2 separate regions of the Sus scrofa genome follow, and region 2 is linked to region 1. A link is a contact called in public HiChIP or PLAC-seq data. All regions are on one chromosome and are shown on one strand. Each heading gives the region's core, a stretch centred on a gene start, on an enhancer-like site or on the middle of the called end of the contact. The rest is flanking DNA. Distances are from core to core; before and after follow the strand shown.

Evidence for each region. HiChIP or PLAC-seq counts read pairs in DNA pulled down with a chosen protein or histone mark.
Region 2: a contact with region 1 is called in an H3K27ac HiChIP or PLAC-seq map of alveolar macrophages. The contact joins two enhancer-like sites. A contact is called at or near these places in 2 of 47 Hi-C or Micro-C datasets (embryonic fibroblasts and fetal skeletal muscle) and 1 of 2 datasets of contacts at active chromatin or transcription factors (alveolar macrophages).

What each region holds. Positions count from the first base shown.
Region 1 is chr1:133,041,751-133,045,506 of Sscrofa11.1, forward strand. All of the region lies in intron 1 of LOC106506784 (basic salivary proline-rich protein 2-like), which reads left to right. Among named protein-coding and RNA genes, the nearest start is that of SPRED1, 27 kb to the left of the region's middle. Within about 2 kb of position 2,426, at least 8 of the 83 cell types and tissues checked have an H3K27ac peak or open chromatin away from gene starts, as enhancers often do. A contact at or near this core is called in alveolar macrophages, where this site is marked.
Region 2 is chr1:133,272,513-133,276,234 of Sscrofa11.1, forward strand. No RefSeq gene overlaps it. Among named protein-coding and RNA genes, the nearest start is that of TMCO5A, 110 kb to the right of the region's middle. Within about 2 kb of position 1,284, at least 20 of the 83 cell types and tissues checked have an H3K27ac peak or open chromatin away from gene starts, as enhancers often do. A contact at or near this core is called in alveolar macrophages, where this site is marked.

The sequences.
Region 1 (3,756 bases), core at 1,176-3,675:
AGTGCCTCAGGACAAACAAAGGGAGTGTTCTGAAGTTTGTAAAATGGAACGGAGAAGGAGCAGGTCAGAAATCCTGCCCCAATCCGCCTCTACATGGCCAAGGGCCCTTGGTAAAGGTATTTCATTTTCTGAACCTCAGTTTCCTGGTATGTAAAAAGATGATGATAAGACCACTTTCGGGTGTCCCTCTATGAAATAAGATAATGTATGCACTTTATACAGAGAAACCTTAGCTTCACCTACTCCCACTCCCAATGAAAGGCAAGAGGAAACTTGAGATCTTTGAATTAACTAAATTGAAAAGACAGATCTCTGAGTAGACTTTCCTGAGACTGGAAAAAAAACAAACAAAGCAACAAAACAAAAACTCTCAAAAAGCTGGCATTTGTAAACATAACTTTTGTAATTTCAAATGTTCTTTCTTCTTCTTATTTCTTAAAACTTTCTCTCTTCTTTTTCCTCCCTGTTCATTCCCCTTTGTCTCTTAGTAGAATACTTTTTGGAAACTTTCAGCTTTATTCAGCTAAGAGGAAAGAAGAAAAATTCTACCATGCCAGAAATATATGATAGCTGAGTACCCTGGGGACACCACAGCTGCAAACAAAAGCACACAAAAAAGCTGGCTGAACTGGAAGTGGTATTCTAGAGGGAAGATAAGGTGACTAAAACTGCGATCTTTCCAGCCTGGACTACTTCCGAGTCTACTGCTGTGAGCTGATTTACAGAAAGTGGTCCTTGCCTAACCATCTTTATTCCTTCGTATCCTGTATATTTCATTGTTCAGGCACCCTCTCATTTGCCATCCAATGCTCTGAATAGCAAACTCTCCGGCTAACTGTAGAAGAAAGAAGGCTAGACTTTGGTCAAGAGCCCTGGTTAAGCTTCACTCCCTACTTATTAACACCTTGGGCAAATATTTAACCTCTCAGCTTCTTCATTTGGAAAGTGGCATAAGTTAATAACAGCCATGTAGGTTTGTTTGAGATAATACATGTAAAGCTCTAGCATAGCAGTGGAACCTAGGAAATATTCATTTTATGGTGGCGCAATAATTATCTTTCCATCTATTTTTCTTTCTCCCACAAATGTTAGACATTTCTACTCAGTTAAGAAGGTTTGTCAGGTGAACTATATGAATGAGAAGAGACCATTGTAGGGCAAAAGATATATTATAGTAAAAGACTTCTTTCAGGGATTGGAAGAGTTTTAATGTTCTAAGTTATATTTAGGTGAAAGTCAGAAAAGGAAACATAGGAATGTGAAAATAAATACAAAGTGATATTCTTCACAGTTGTCTCATGGTTCGGACGTCTTATTAGAAAAATAATTTTTTTTGGTCATGAGTGCAGCGTATGGAAATTCCTGGGCCAGGGATCAAACCTGTCCACTGTTGCAACGAACTACAGTCCAGCAATGCTAGATTCTTAACCCACTATGCCACAAGGGGACACCTATATAAATAATTTCTGATTGTCTTAACTATATTTGTAGAAACCATATATTTGATAAGTTAAGAAAGAAACAGAACTTGTGTCCATGAAATTGAAAAAAACTAATTTATTTTTTATTTTATTTATTTTTTAATTAATTTATTTTATTTTTTTTGACTTTTGCTATTTCTTTGGGCCGCTCCTGCGGCACATGGAGGTTCCCAGCTAGGGTCGAATCGGAGCTGTAGCCACTGGCCTACGCCAGAGCCACAGCAATGCGGATCCGAGCCGCATCTGCAACCTACACCCACAGCTCACGGCAACGCCGGATTCTTAACCCACTGAGCAAGGGCAGGGATCGAACCTGCAACCTCATGGTTCCTAGTCGGATTCGTTAACCATTGCGCCACGACGGGAACTCTGAAAAAAACTAATTTAAAATCCAGTTCGCTTTTAAAGATGAAAAGAGAACTTAGATTCTTTCCCCTGAATTAGTAGCTTTTCATGTGAATGAAGCTACCTAGCAGTACCTTTCTTCCTCTAAATGACTTGCTGTTTTCATTCAAGGACTTATTATTTCATAATATTTAAAATTTTAACTATTTTATGCATATGTCATACATGAGGCACTTAGGATTAGAATATGAGCAAATCATAACCATAACCTGGGAAAACAGAAATGATTGCCAATGTTTAAGCATATGTGAAAACTGAGCTTTTGAGGATGTGGTTGGTTCATTGTGCTTATTAAAGGCTAGAGTGGGATCAATCTGATCACTCCTTCTGTGTCCTGGTTATAGAACTCTGTGTCCATAGGTATTTCTAGGTTGCTGGTTTACTAGGTTAGGCGGATATTTATTTTCCATCTTGTGAATGACGGACAAAATTATCCCCAGAGTCAGAAGCTTGGGTGAGCCATTGCTAGGCCTTGAAAACCACCTTTCTCTGTCACACAAGCAGTTGTTGTAATCAAACTGGCTCCGTGCCTAGAGCAGGCTGTGTTACTCAGTGACAGTGGCAATCAAGCATGGAGTAGGAACAAAGAAGTCATAGATGAGGAAATACAGTGACGGTGGCCAGTTAGGATTGGATGCTTTCTATGAGTGGAGGGTTTTTTGTTAAAGAATTTTTTCCTTTAAATATCATTCATCAAGACACATTTGATCCTCTACTTTGGCATTAGATTTACACTTTTTTTTGTCCTAGTTAATACTCTGTTAACACTGCAAGTGATTCTGTACCAGGGAGAGCTCCAGATATTATAATGATCATTCAGAATTCCAGTGATTTATTTTTATTTTCTATTTTTATTTTTGTAATTATTATTATTTTAATAGTTATTTCCCCAATACAATTTTTTTTCTACTGTACAGCATGGTGACCCAGTTACACATACATGTACAGTTCTATTTCTCACATTTCATGCTCATCATAAGTGCTAGACATAGTTCCCATGCTACACAGCAGGATCTCATTGCTAATCCATTCCAAAGGCAATAGTTTGTATCTATTAACCCCAATCTCCCCAACCACCCCACTCCCTCCCCCTCCCTCTTGGCAACCACAAGTCTATTCTCCAAGTCCATGATTTCTTTCTGTGGAAAGTTTCATTTGTGCTATATATTAGATACCAGATAGAGTGATATCATATAGTATTTGTCTTTCTCTTTCTGACATTTCACTCAGTATGAGAGTCTCTAGTTCCATCCATGTTGCTGCAAATGGCATTATTTCATTCTTTTTTATGGGAGAGTAGTATTCCACAGTGTTATATATATCACATCTTCCTAATCCCAATCATCTGTCAATGGACCTTGGGTCGTTTCCATGTCTTGGCTATTGTGAATAGAGCTGCAATGACATGCAGGTGCATGTGTCTTTTTTAAGGAAAGTTTGTCCGGATATATGCCCAAGAGTGGGATTGCTGGGTCATATGAGAGTTCTATGTGTAGATTTCTAAGGTATCTCCATACTCATCTCCATAGTGGTTGACCAGCTTACATTCCCACCAACAGTGCAGGAGGTTCCCTTTTCTCCACACCTGCTCCAGCATTTGTTATTTGTGACTTATGAATGATGCCATTCTGACTGGTGTGAGTGGTATCTCATGGTAGTTTTGATTTGCATTTCTCTAATAATCAGTGATGTGAGCATTTTTTCATGTGCTTGCTGGCCATCTGTGCATCTTCCTTGGAAAAATGTCTATTCAGGTCTTTTGCCCATTTTTCCATTGGGTTGTGGCCTTTTTGCTGTTGAGTTGTATAAGTTGTTTGTATAGTTTAGAGATTAAGCCCTTTTCCGTTGCATCATTTGAAACTATTTTCTC
Region 2 (3,722 bases), core at 34-2,533, 230 kb after region 1:
TTATTGTCACTTGAGAATTCTATCCACTGGTTACACAACTTTTCATTTTTTAAAGAGAAGTCCAAAATCTAGGATTTTAGATGGCATCTCCAGAATTTTAATTATTTACAACAAATGCAAATTATAAAGAAAAAACACTGAGCCAAATGAAATGCAACTGCAAATTTGATTGAGCCTGTGAGTCGTCTTTGCTTTGTCCAATTTGTGATAAATGGGAAGATCCTCCCAGACTCATTCTTACTTGTACCCAAGTCATTCTGTGACTGCTGAACTCCTCAGACTTTGTCAACACTTAGTTGTCTCATATGCCATCTTTTCAGTATCCAATTCCTTGCTATTTCAAGGGTAAATTAGGCAATATATTGACCTCATTCATTCTAATGGGAATTTTTGCTAGGGTCTTTCCTTCCTTCTGTGTTTTTATACATACACACACACACACACACACACACATATTTGGCTATGCCTATGGCATGCAGAGGTTCCTGGGCCAGGGATTGAATCTGTGTCACAGCAGTGACAACACCAGATCCTTAACCCACTAGGTCACCAGGTAACCTCAAAGATAGATATTTTAGGGATAAAACTATAGGGATAATATTCATGAGGCTCTCGTCTAAATTGGAGATTTTCCATGGTGGGCCAGAGGGAGATATTTAGGTATAATGGTAAGTGGTACTTTGTGTTTTTTTCCAAGTCACAGATATCAGCAAGCTGCCAGAGTCTAGGGCCAGGTCTGAAAACAGTTTGAACTTACATCACTGTGGTGCATGGTCTTCATCATTATCAGTGTCAGTGTCAGGTATGGGCAGACTTACAAAGGACCATTAACCACTCTTGTTAGTTTTCCCTTTCTAAAGTTGAGGGTGCTTTCAGTGTTGACAAGCACCATGTTTTAAAAAGTTGTTTGTTTATACACCTGGTCACTGGTTCCATTTGGCATGACCTACATTACCTAAGTGCTGTTTGGCATGCTTAATGAGATCCCCACTACCACCTCGAGCTCTTAAAACAGTTAAGTGAAAGATTTAGTTTCCACAAATAGAGGAGACTTGGTCCTATGAGCATATTTTTGTGACTTTCTGGCCTTCTCTGCCCATTGGCCTGGAAGGCACCCACGTTGAGCCCACCTTGTTTTAATTCAGTGACACCAGTGAAATGTCTGCTGTTCCCATCTTGTCAGACTGCCAACAGAACTTACACAAACTCAATGACAAGCCTTACATGGCTAGCTGACCAGCTCTCCCCAGGCTACCCCAGCTCCCTCTCAGGAATAATAAGGTTCTGTGCCAGGACTGTACACATCCAAGATCCCAGTATGAGTCATTCTTTTGCCCCAGGGTCGATAAAGATTGAATCAGTGAGTTGGAAAAAAAGATGGTGATTTGGTTCTTTTTATTCCCCTTGGGAAGTAGGGTGGGGATTAGGACAAACTCATCTATTTTAGATGCTTATTTGCAAAATTCATGTATAGTCCCCTTCCACGAGTGAGGTTTCGACCCTGGTGCACAGCTTTTTCATTAAAGAGAGGAAAGTGGAACTGTTTTCATGTCCTTTTTGGGTAATTCTTTTGAAGCTAGCACCACCGTGTGGATAAAGTGGATGCTGACTTTTCTTTGGCTTGTGTAACTGGCCAGCACTGTGCTTCTGGCAACGTGATTTTGGTATCTTCTCGCCTGTTTTCATCTTTTCTGAGTCATCGCAGAGCAGCATAGTGATAGAAATATTTTTTGCAGCAGTGTCATACAGTGTTGGGCTCTCAAGGATCTTGTGCTTGTACAAAATGACTGAACCACATATGCAGGAAGACGACAGTGGCAGATTCACAGAACAGCTTTGTATCAGGCAGAGTGTAAATTAGATACCAAGTTTGGGGTTAGCCACTGGGCTCCAAAGTGGATGTTACCAATATGGACTCTGTAATAAACATCAGGATCTGTTCTGAGGCAACTTTCTGATCTTTATTACCCAAGAGCTGCAGGCTGAATCAGAGGAAAAGAAGAGATGTAAAAATCTGCTGGTAGGGTACAAAAGCATTTTACTAAACCACATGGTTTGCTTCCTGTGGGGTGGGAAAGTGAGGTGGAGCCTCTCAAGACTCTTTCAGGATAATGAAGAGGAAAGAAAAGAACAAGATAGGCCAGTTCTATTGACTGTGGTTTTAAGTCCTAAGAGCATGGAGGGAAGTGGCTAGCAAAGAGAGGACAAAGTCTTTTACCTCGATAGTGGCTTTTTTTGGTGGTGTGGCACCAAGATTCCTGGAGAGGGGTGAACCTGCTTCTTCTTGAGGGGTCAGTTCATTTCCAAATGGGCTGGTGTGTGTTTATTGGGATTGGGCTCTAACAGGTGAAGCTAGGGAAAGGTGCTACTTATAAAGATCTGGCACTATTTAACTCCCAATAGGCCACTCTTCCAGTCTTATTCGTCATGTAGTCTGCTAATGCCAAAGAGAAGTTTTACCACATTTAAAACAGAAAGCTGGAGTTCCCGTCGTGGCGCAGTGGTTAACGAATCCGACTAGGAACCATGAGGTTGCGGGTTCGGTCCCTGCCCTTGCTCAGTGGGTTAACGATCCGGCGTTGCCGTGAGCTGTGGTGTAGGTTGCAGACGCGGCTCGGATACTGCGTTGCTGTGGCTCTGGCGTAGGCCAGTGGCTACAGCTCCGATTAGACCCCTAGCCTGGGAACCTCCATATGCCGCGGGAGCGGCCCAAAGAAATAGCAAAAAGACAAAAAAAAAAAAAATAAAACAGAAAGCTGTGATTGTAGAAATTTGGAAGAGTGAACAACAAAGCAGGATGGAGTTCCTGCTATGGGGCAGTGGGTTAAGGATCTGGTGTTGCTGGAGGGTGTAGGTCATAGCTGTGGCTATGATTCCATCTATTGCCCAGGAAGTTCTATATGCTGCAGGTGTGGCCAAAAACAAACAAACAGACAGATAACAACAAAAAATCAGGATATACTAACATCCTTCTTTTTGATGAGCTACTAAATTGATAGGAAAATTGTCCTTGCCACCCACCACTCACTAATGCCTTTATATATCTCTATTTTCCTTCCCATAACTGGCCTGGCTCCTGCAGCTGTAGGCATTAATGTATTTGGGATTTCACATTGAAGGAGGGTCTTGTGGCTGAATATGGGCTGATGCCAATCTGTAGGGAGTTTCAAGGGGCATGTGGTCAAACATTCATCTATAGAAGACCATTTATCAAACTTAAGTGTGACAAGAATCTGAGTGGGCCAGCTAATATATTAAGTGCAGATTTAGGATTAGATTAGGATTATAACATAGGTAAATAGAGGATAGAAAAATAGAGAAGATCAACGAAATCAAGTTAGTTCTTTAGAAAGGCGACATAATTGACAAACTTTTAGTTAGATGACTGAAAGAAATCAAATAACTACTGGCATTACTACTGATGCTACAAAAATTAGTAAGAGAATACTGAGAACAATTGTATGCAAAAAATTGGATAACTTAGATAAAATGGGCAAATCCTAGAAACATAAAACCTGTCCAGACTTGATCATGAAAACCTAGAAAACCTATTCTATAGAATAGATCTATAACAAGTCAGGAGATGGAATCAGTAATAAAATCTCCCCCAAAAGGAAAGCCCTGGACCTGATGGCTTCACTGTGAATTTCAGCAAACACTTGAAGAAGAACCAGCACTAATCATTCTTAAACTTTTCCAGAAAAGGGAAGAGGAAAGAAAAC